Regions from separate parts of the Sus scrofa genome. Here region 1 is linked to region 2. A link is a contact called in public Hi-C data. All regions are on one chromosome and are shown on one strand. The core of a region is the stretch at or near the end of the contact, and the rest is flanking DNA. Distances in the headings are between cores, read along the strand shown. Region 1 holds the start of HACD3 (very-long-chain (3R)-3-hydroxyacyl-CoA dehydratase 3). Region 2 overlaps IGDCC4 (immunoglobulin superfamily DCC subclass member 4).

Evidence for each region. A called contact is a pair of places that touch in the nucleus more often than the background predicts.
Region 1: a Hi-C map of fetal liver shows a contact between it and region 2, with 2.0 times the contacts expected there. The contact joins the promoter of HACD3 here to the enhancer-like site in region 2. A contact is called at or near these places in 5 of 5 promoter capture datasets (fetal liver, fetal skeletal muscle, liver and 1 more), 20 of 47 Hi-C or Micro-C datasets (alveolar macrophages, blood, brain and 13 more) and 2 of 2 datasets of contacts at active chromatin or transcription factors (alveolar macrophages and skeletal muscle).

What each region holds. Positions count from the first base shown.
Region 1 is chr1:163,523,369-163,528,569 of Sscrofa11.1, forward strand. It overlaps HACD3 (very-long-chain (3R)-3-hydroxyacyl-CoA dehydratase 3), which reads left to right and starts at 2,504. Exons shown (of 11, transcript XM_003121729.4): 1 at 2,504-2,811. The coding sequence starts at 2,725.
Region 2 is chr1:163,409,214-163,414,333 of Sscrofa11.1, forward strand. It overlaps IGDCC4 (immunoglobulin superfamily DCC subclass member 4), which reads right to left. Exons shown (of 20, transcript XM_003121731.5): 6 at 2,555-2,710; 7 at 1,500-1,913; 8 at 836-1,000; 9 at 152-289. Among named protein-coding and RNA genes, the nearest start is that of IGDCC3, 20 kb to the left of the region's middle. Within about 2 kb of position 1,803, at least 2 of the 83 cell types and tissues checked have an H3K27ac peak or open chromatin away from gene starts, as enhancers often do. A contact at or near this core is called in fetal liver, where this site is marked.

The DNA of each region.
Region 1 (5,201 bases), core at 1,254-3,753, 110 kb after region 2:
CCTGGCCCAGGAAATTCCACCTGCTATAGGTGAAACAAACAAACAAACAAACAAACAAAAGGAATAGACAAAAACTACGCTGTGGTGATAGAAGTCAGGATAATAATTATCAGGGTGTAGGGAATGGGCAGTAAAAACATATTGACAAACTGTAGGATGCTAGAAATGTTCCAAACCTTGATTTGGATAATTAATTATACCTGTATAAATGTATGCAAAGATTCAACTTATGTTGAACACTTAAAATTTGCCTGTTTCCTATACATAAATTATACCTCAGTTTTTTTTTCAAGTGCCCCCTATTGCATTTGATTGTAGTAAAAGCAATGTAATAAAAACACTTTTATCATTTCCAAAAAATTCTATTTTTAAAATTCAAGGTTATCAAAGTTATTGTTTTCATTCTCATACCAGGCAGATTGCATCATCTCCAAATAGTCTGCCTAACTACCAATTTCTCCTCACTGACAGTTTGTTTTGCCCAGCACATATTTGATTTTGCTAACCTCTTGTAACAAACTTCCTTGACTCTCACATGTCTGTGGGATATAGTACAAACACTTCATTGACGCAAACAAAGACTCTCCTAATTCACTCCCTGTCTTTCCAGACCCAGGGCAACCTCTCTCCTCCATGCCATTAATGCCTGGGATAAAGAACTTTCCATATCTCTTCATCTTTGGACTCCTGCCTTGTGCTTCCACTGCCCTAATGCTGCTCCTTTCTCTATCAAATTCCTCCTTGCATTTCACTGCCTCTCAAGGATTGCTTTCAAATGTCTGCCCATTTTTTCTACAACTCTCAGTTCCCACCTTCCCACCTCTTTGTAAGCTCAGCACATTCCCCACGTTAAAACACTCTAGGAGAAGTTCCTGTTGTGGCTCAGTGGTAACCTGACTAATATCCATTAGAATGTAGGTTTGATCCCTGGCCTTGCTCAGTGGGTTAAGGATCCGGCATTGCCATGAGCTGTGGTGTAGGTTGCAGACATGGCTGGGATCCCATGTTGCTGTGGCTGTGGCTATGGTGTAGGCCAGCAGCTGCAACTCCAATTAGATTGCTAGACAGGGAACTTCCATAGGCTGCAGATGCGGTCCTAGAAAGAAAAGCAGAAACAAACAAAAAAAAAACCACTCTATATCTTATACAACCTGACCTCTGAGCTAAATGTTTTCTGAGAGCTGGCATCATTTCATCCCTGGTTCCCTGTGCTCAGCATTTCACTAAATAAATAGGGGCTAACAGAACTGAAACTTTAATTTTTGTCCCAGATTTCTGATTTTCAAAGAAATGTTGCTTCCTCTTAGATTCTTCACTGCAGCAGACTTGGCATGGATGTGGATATGGATGAGATAGTTTAAATTAGACAAAAATTAGTGTTTCTTATTTTAAGAGACAAGTCTCCTGTCCCATAGGACAGCCACTAATTTGTGACTATTTAATTAGATGTAAATGAAATTAAAAATTCAGTTTCTCAACCTGTGTAGCCACATTTCAAGCACTCAAAAGCCTCATGTGGCTAGTGGCTACTGTAATGGACAGCACAGAAAAGGATATTTCCATCATTGCATAAAGTTCTATGGAAAAGCCCTATGGAAATTTCTGGCCCTTAGGCTTACTCTCCCCTCAGAGAACACTCGTCCACCCTCTCCCACACCAATTCCCCTATAACCATCGTCATCCTTATTATGTCTGCAATTACTAGTATCTTTTAAGAGACCTCAGGTACTGTGTCTTACTCCTGAAGCTCGGGATTTTAGCTTCAGGCACAGAGTAGGTAAATGCTGAATTAGTGAGTTACCAGAGTTTATTTATTTATTTATTTTTTGTCTTTTGTTGTTGTTGTTGTTGCTATTTCTTGGGCCGCTCCCGCGGCATATGGAGGTTCCCAGGCTAGGGGTTGAATCGGAGCTGTAGCCACCGACCTACGCCAGAGCCACAGCAACGTGGGATCCGAGCCGTGTCTGCAACCTACACCACAGCTCACGGCAATGCTGGATCGTTAACCCACGGAGCAAGGACAGGGACTGAACCCGCAACTTCGTGGTTCTTAGTTGGATTCGTTAACCGCTGCGCCATGACGGGAACTCCCAGAGTTTATTTTTTTATGCTTTTTTTTTTTTTTTTTTGCTTTTTAGGGCCGCACTTGCGGCATGTGGAAGTTCCCAGACTAGGGGTCCATTCCGAGCTACAGCCGCCGGCCTACACCACAGCCACAGCAACATGGGATCCGAGTCATGCCTGCAACCTACAGCACAATTCATGGAAACTCTGGACTCTCAACCCACGGAGCAAGGCCGGGGATCGAATCCCCACTCTCAGGCACACTAGTCGGATTCACTTCGCTGTGCCACAGTGGGAATCCCCTCTTATGCTTATTTTTAAGCCTCCTCCAGAAGAGACGGAACCGCGACGCACTAGCCAATTCCAACTCCGGAGGCCGCCTCAGCAAACTGGAGCTTCCCGGGTTCTTGGGCCCGCCCCCTCCCGCCCCGCCCCCACCAGACTCGAGCCGAGGCCCGGAGCCCGCGCAGCTGCCCCCGCTCCCCCCGCCCCGCGCTCGCCACTGCGCAGGCGCGGCCCGAGAGCGTGGGTCATCTGGAGGCAGCAGGCACTCCGGAGCCCTGGGGTTTGCGGCCTGCGTTCGGCAGGCTCCAGCCGCGCACTACTTGAGGGAAATAGGCTCAGCAAGCTGAGTCTCCCCGCACCCTGGGCAGTGTGGTCATGGAGAATCAGGTGCTCACGCCTCACGTCTACTGGGCTCAGCGGCACCGAGAGCTGTATCTGCGCGTGGAGCTGAGTGACGTGCAGGTAAAGGCCGGGCGGCTTGACGTTCGCGGGGTCGTAGCTCCCGGGACCAGCTGGGATACTGGTCCCCATTGTCCGGGTGCGTGCCAGAGAGCCAGCAGTGCGCCTATGCGATCCACGACGCGATGCGCTCTTGGCGTCCAGGCCCGAGCAAAGACTGGCCCTCATCTAGGCAGACTGTGGGTGCGACTCCCTGAAGGCTGCGGGTGCCTCGGGTGATGCGTGAGGCCCGTGTGGGCCGCGGAGGCTGCCCCGGGCCGCCTCCTTGTTCGCAGTCTGCGGCCTGATGGAACCTGAGCATGGCCCTTGGAGGCCTGGCCGTCGGGGTTCGCGAAGAGCTCGTCGGGTTGGGGGTGCCGTGTGACACTGGCTTCCTGGGCCTTGGCTGGACGTCTCTGCTGGCCTGAGAGGTCCAGTTAAGTCCCCTCAGCTGCATCAGAGGGGCCACACCCACCTCCCAGCCATTCAGTGGTGGGTGTCATTCTTGTTAATTTTGAAGTCCAGAAGACTTCAGAGAAGATACCTCACGCCCACCGCCCCCTTCTCAGGGCTGTGAGCTCAGGTTTGCTGAGTTGCATAGAGAACTTCAAAATTATCTTGTTGGGGCATTTATGTTTGATCTCATTGGCCCGCATATGAACAGACTGAGGCCTACTACACGGTGGAGATTTCAGGACCTGAGTACCCCCATGTCTCTGTCCACACTATGCAGGATTCTCGTCTTAGGGGAACTGGAATTTTCCATCGGGAATGTTCTTTCTGCAGTCATCCTTACTTCCTACTCTCTTTGACATCTATGGCACTCTGTAGCCTCCTTCACTTAACTCTCTCTGCCTCTGAGGTAGAGGTTTATGTTTGGATCTGTCAGCCCATGTGGCGTATTGTCTTGCCAGCTGTAGGTGCTCTTTGTGGTCTTGAATATGTTGAATTTAAATTTTTGCTTCTGGATTATAAACCTGTTTTCTCATTGAAAGATAAAGACAGGAGTTCCCCTCCAGGCTCGGTGGTTAACGAACCCGACTAGGATCCATGAAGATGCAGGTTCAATCCCTGGCCTCACTCAGTGGGTTAAGGATCTGGCGTTGCCATGAGCTGTGGTATAGGTCGCAGATGTGGCTTGAATCCCAAACATGCAGCCCTAAAAAAAAAAAAAAAAGAAAAAAGAAAGAAAGAAAGAAAGATAAAAGACAAATACTGGCCAGAATGCCTTTAAATAGGCTGTGGCATTGCCCAGTGTGTCATTTAATGTGTTAAATCAGGCTGAATTACACTTTTGCATCAGAGGATGAATAAACATTCTGTGCTGTCTCCCTCTACTCTGCTCCAGGGAGTTTTGATAAAAAAGGAAAAAACAAACAAAATCTTTGTAGACAGGGATCAGAGTCTCCTTCTAGAGAGGATTCTTCAATCAATAAGAAAAGTACAGAACATGTGTTATGGCAGTCTCTTTTAAGTATTCAGTTAAGCATTAAATATTAAGCACTATTTACCAATTAAATAAAAGCAAGCCCTCTCTAGTAATACAGGTGTAATATTCTGGAATGCTTCTGAAGCTACAAATAAAAAAGCTGTTTTTAGGGGAAGTTGGGTGGTGTTGGTGGAAAAAAATGTAAATTGGAAAAATGAAAGAATGCATCATACTTATATTTTTCCTGAAAGATCTAAATAAATCATTCAGTTAAGAAACATGAACACATGTGTTAATCATATTTGGTAGATCTTAAGTCATGAAGGTATGTGTTTGGAATTTATTGTAGGTAAAGAAATGTAAAGGTGGAGGGAAAGAATGAAATTTTCTTTTGGAGAGAGAAATTCTTTTATTTTTGGGGGAAAAATTAAATCTTTTTCCACCAATTGAGTTTTTGGTTTTTCTGAGATTTCCCATCTCTAATTATGAGGCATCTATTTCAGCTTAAAGCAACATGTTAATACCATTCATAAAAGAAATTCTCTACCATGTGTGGAATACTACAGATTTTCCAGTATGTCAGACAGCTTTCCAAGGGCATTCTATCTAGGAGGAAGCGTATTATCATATACAAGCAAAAAGTTTTGTGCATGAGTGTGTTTATTTGTAGAACTGAAGTTGAATATTGAACCAGGTCCCTGATGTTAAAGGGATTTGTTACCTGTCTTTCATTAGTAAGAGGTGACTTCCAGAAATAAGATGAAGTATTCTAGTTGGGAGACTGGGAGAACTTTCCAGAAAGAAGGTATAGACTTTCACATTGTCTGACTTGTTGCACATGTCGGTGCCCTATAGCCAGAGCATGTCAAGAACACACCTCTAGTTAAACAAGTTATGTTTATTACTCATACAAGCAAGGGAAAGTATACCCCATGGGTTTGCTCATTAGGAATGTTGAAACTGATTGTAGGATTTAGACTCTGAC
Region 2 (5,120 bases), core at 553-3,052:
TCCAGGTTCACCCTGCCCCACTCCACCGCTCTGCCTACCTTCCTCAGACTCCCCACTGTTCAGCTTTGTTCAGGCCCCCAGCTGCTCTGACCCACCCTGCACATCAAGGATTCCCAGCCAGGTGGAGCCCCTGCACCTCGCCCCCACTCACCTTCCTTTCCCAAACCGTATTCTATCTTGTACTTCACCACCTGCCCATTGCTCAGGCTGGGAGGCAGGGGCAGCCACGCCACCCTGATGTCCGAGGGGTTGGGGCTGGACAGGGAGAGCTGGGGTGCTGCACTGGGGACTGAGACAGAAGAACATCAGCATGAGCTCTGTTCCACCGACGTGAAAGGTGAGGCTCAGGAGCGGTCAGAGACTTGCCCAGGTCACACAGCAAGTCAGAAGTTGGCCCAGGACCAGGATCTGAGGGAGGAAAGGGAGCCTCTCAGGGGAGCTCCAAGCTGCAGATGAGGGGATATCCTTCCCACCCTGAAGCCAGAAGGTGGTTGGGGGCACAATCTCCTACATCCACTGGGTTGTCACTGGCTCTTGCCTGACTGGCTGGTACGTGGGCGAGGAGGAGAAGAGCTATATCATACAGGCAATCATGAGAACTGGGCTCCAGTCCCAGCTACACTACTGACCTTGGGCAAGTCACTCATGTTCTGGGCCTCAGTTTCCCCAACTGTAAATTAGGGATAAGAACCCTGCTAACCCCCTTTCAGGGCACAAAAGATGATACAAGGTAGGGAAAAGCATCTTGGTGTACACTAGTAAAGAGAAGCTGAACTACCATCCCCAGGGAGTTCTCCGGGCCCCAAGGTGCCCACTGCAGGTACAGAGGCCCTACCATCATCCAATGTGTGGACCAGCGCTGGGGTGGAGGTGCGGCTGGCCCCCAGCTGTGAGTAGGCCACCACATAGAACTCATAGTCTGTGTTGGGCTCCAGGTCCCGAACCTGTAGCTCAGTGGTGTCATTGTTCACGGCAAACTGGTATTCCACACTGTCCATGCCTAAGTGGTGACACAGGGGAGAAAGGATCAAAGGGTCTGTCATAGGGCCACCACCAGTGATCCAGCTGGAGGCTGTCTGGGGATCCTACATATTGTCCCACTCTCTGGAATAGCCTCTTTATAAATCATTCCAGATAATCTGAAGAGGAGAGAATACACTCTCCTGATTTCAACTTCCACTGTATTAATTCCTCCACTGGTTAGGAAGTTCTTTCTAGCGTCTAACTTAAGTGACTCCTGCTGCAGTTAAGCTGACTCCAGGAATGCCAAGGCAATTTTCCATGGGAGGAAAAGCATCCTCTCCCACTTCTCATAACAAATTGTGGGTATGGGGAAAATGGCTAACCCATATCTACACAGGTCTCTCCTGTGGGCTCCCTCCCCACCCCACTCTATCCCCAAAGATACCAACCAGGCAACCCTTCTGCCAACCAATATATGCCCCTCCCAGTGCGCCCCTGCGTAGGCTTTTGCTGGAGCTTCTTAGCCCCAGACGTACCCCGTGCCTTCTGGTAGTGAAGGGAGAAACCGATGATCTGCTCGCTGTGCAGCTCGGGCCGCTCCCAGGCCACCAGCACAGTGGAGCTGCTCAGGGGCGTGGCGGTGACCCGCGTGGGGGCGCTGGGCAGACCCTCGCGCACTACTACTGCCAGCGGCGCGGCGGCGCACGCCGTGCCCGCGTTGTTCTCGGCCACGCACTGGTAGTAGCCGGCATCCTGCAGGCCGATCTGCGTGATGACCAGGCTGCTGCCGCCGCCCTGCACCTTGACACGCCCGTTGGGCCGCAGCGGCGCCCCGTTGTGCAGCCACCGCAACGCGGGCCGCGGCTCACCCGATGCGCGGCACACGAAGCGCGCGGTGCTCGCCCTCGTCCGAGATAGCGCCTCGGGCGCCTGCGAGATGGCAGGAGCCGCTGTCGGAGGGGATGGGGACGCTGACTTCGAGCTCCGGCCGCTCCGGGCCCCGCCCCCAAATCCCCGACGAACTATGGCGTCCGCTCTACCTATTCTAACTCTCTCCCTGATTCACCCGTCCCCCAAAATACTCTCGGCAGCGCAGCGCCAGCCCTCTTCGCGCTTTTACTCTACCCCCACTCTCTCCCTCTCCCTGAGTTGTCCCCAGGCCTTCTCAGCCTCTCCTAAATACCCTGGCCCCTCGTGGATCTAACCCCGCGTCCGCACTTAGCCCTCTCTTCTCCCCTACCTCCCAGATCCCACACCTATCAGATTTACCCCTCTGCCAACCCTGTCCCCCAGTTTTCTCCACCCAAACCACTCCATCTCCTCCAGTAACCCCAGTCGCACCCCTCCCCCATTACCTGCGTCCACCCAGACCACCCCTCCACATCCCCAACCACCCAAGCCATGCCCTAATCACCCTTCTCCAACCCCGGCCTCTCTAGCCCCATCCTTTTTTATCCTCCAGCATACCCACTTGCCCATTTCCCCCCTCCCATCCCTCCTTTCCTCAGCCCCAGCTAACCAGCCTCAATCTGGTCTTCCTCACGCCTACTCCCGTGTCCTACACCCTGTCTCACTCTCCAGCCTTCCTCACCCAGCACGCGGAGCTCGGCGGCGGCGGTGGCAAAGTCGCGCGTACGGGGCTTGTTGGCTCTGCAGACGTAGACGCCAGAGTGCCGGGGCTGCGCGCTGGTGATTAGCAGGTTGGTGCGGCCCAGGACGATGACATCGGTAGAAATAGGCTTCCCGTCTGCAGGAGGAGGGGAAGCGCTGGAGCGGGGGAGCTGCGGGCTGCCCTTCCATCCACTCTCTGGACCTGGAGGGCCCTCCACACCCCAGTTAAGAGAACACAGCAGGCTCAGTTTCTCCACTTGCTAGACCGGACCCCCTCTGAGCCCTAGTGTGTCTGTAAAATGGGGAGATAGTCCCTCACTGAAAGGGCTGCTCTGAGAGTGGAACGAATAAGTTCTGTGAAACGGCCTTATACAATGCAGGCACATAAAATGCACTCAGTACACTGGTCATTGCCATTACTAGTCATTACCTGCTGTCGTTAAATTCATTTCCCTCAAGAAGTACACACTCCTCCCATATGGTCTTAGCTCCCTGCTGTGATGAAAATATGTCTGGAAAGGTCTGGACCAGAACCAAAGATTTGAATAGGTGCAGACTTTTATCTTGACGTGAACTGAAAACTGTTTAAAAAGCCCTTGCCTTCCGGACATGAACAGAAAATCCAGAAAAGGAATTCAAATGGCCAAGAAACAAAAAAGTGCTCAATTTTACCAAATCAAAGAAATGCACATCAAAACACAGATGTTCGTGTTTACCTATCAAATTGGTAAATCTTTCAAATAGTATGTTGCAATGCCAGAGAAAGGGTAACTGATACAGGGGTTCCACCTTGACCTTAAAACCAGGGATTCCACCTGTGGGCACCTGTGCTGGGAAGCTGTGAGGAGCTGTGAACCCGGCTGATCACTGAAGTGTTAACTGTAATAGTGGACAACTGGCACCAACTAGCAACAACTAGCAAATTAAATTATGACTATATTCAAGTGATGGAATATCAGTTATTAAAAATCAGCTTTGGGGAGTTCCCTGGTGGTCCAGTGATTAGAACTTGGCACTTTCACTGCTGTGGCCCAGGTTCAATCCTGGTCTGGGAACTGAGATCCCACATCGAGCCTCTGCAACCAAAAAAAAAAAAATTATTTTGGGGGAGTTCCCTTGTGGCACAGTGGGTAAGGGTCCAGCATTGTCACCACAGTGGCCCAGGTCACTGCTGTGGCTCAGGTTTGATCCCTGGCCTGGGAATTTCCACATGCCAAAGGCAAGGCCAAAAAAATTTTTATTTTTTTGAAAAAGATTTAAAGATGAGGAGAAGCTTATGATATACTGTTGAATGAAAATAGGACTTGGAACTGTAAATACAGCATGCTTTTAATTTTAAGGGAAAATGTACATGTGCACAGAAAAAAATCTGGAAGAAAATACACTCAATATGTTAACAATTTTATCTCTTGAATGGTGGGATTTTTCTATGTTTGCTTTTCCCTAGTTTTCCACAATGAATACATAACAACTTTTGCCATCAGGAGAAAACACAACAACAAAAAAACTATACCCTTCCCCTGACTTAGTGGCGTAAGTTCCTGGAAAAGTACCCAGGGTCAGGAATGAAGTCCCTTTACAGCCCCTCTCTTCCCAGCCTCTGACCAGGAGTGCTATTAGCAGAGTTTCTCCAACTGAGATCCCAGAACCATAGGTGTCAGGACCTCTGGGACAGCAATTCTCACATATTTGCTGTGCACACAAATCACAGAATCGCAGGAGACCTTGTTAAGATGCAGAGGCCTGGGGCACCCCAGATTCTGCATTTCTAACTATGTCAGGAAAGTAGAAGGACCTCAGGCACTTGTTTAAGCATGAAGAATCCTGGGTCATGGAGTTCCCCCTTGTGGCTCAGCAGGTAGGTTAAGAATCTGACTAGTATCCATGAGAATGTGGGTTCATCTCCTGGCCTCGATCAGTGGGTTAAGGATCCCGGGTTGCTGGAAGCTGTGGCATAGGTCACAGATGTGGCTCAGATCCCGAGTTGCTGTAGCTCCGATTTGACCCCTAGCCTGGGAACTTCCATGTGCTGCAGGTGTGGCCCAAATAAGAAAAAACAAAAGAAAAATCAAAAAAGAATCCTGGGTCATTACTCTCTGGGTGTGAACTCCAGAGGGAGTTGGCAATTGTGAGAATCTCCCTGCATCATCCTGATGCCGGGTCAGGATTTGAGAAACTCTGAGAATAGAACTTCTGGGCAACTCCATAGGCTTACCCCAGTAATAGTATAAGGGTCCTGCTGGCCCCAGGATACCCCTAACTAGGCAAGTGTCACAAGTCCAATGAGGCCAGGCAGGTCAGGGAGGCACAGATATCAGCACTGGTCTTTTTCATCAGCTTAGTGGGGGTACGAAGTTGTTTGGGTTATTATTTTTCTTTAAACTCTATGTATTCATCATTATATACTTTTGGGGGGGGCGCACACCTGAAGCATACAGAAGTTCCCAGGGCAGGAATGGTTGAACCTGAGCTACAGCAGTAACCATGGTGAATCCTTAACCCACTGACCACCAGGAAACTCCTATCATTATATACTCTTTTTTTTT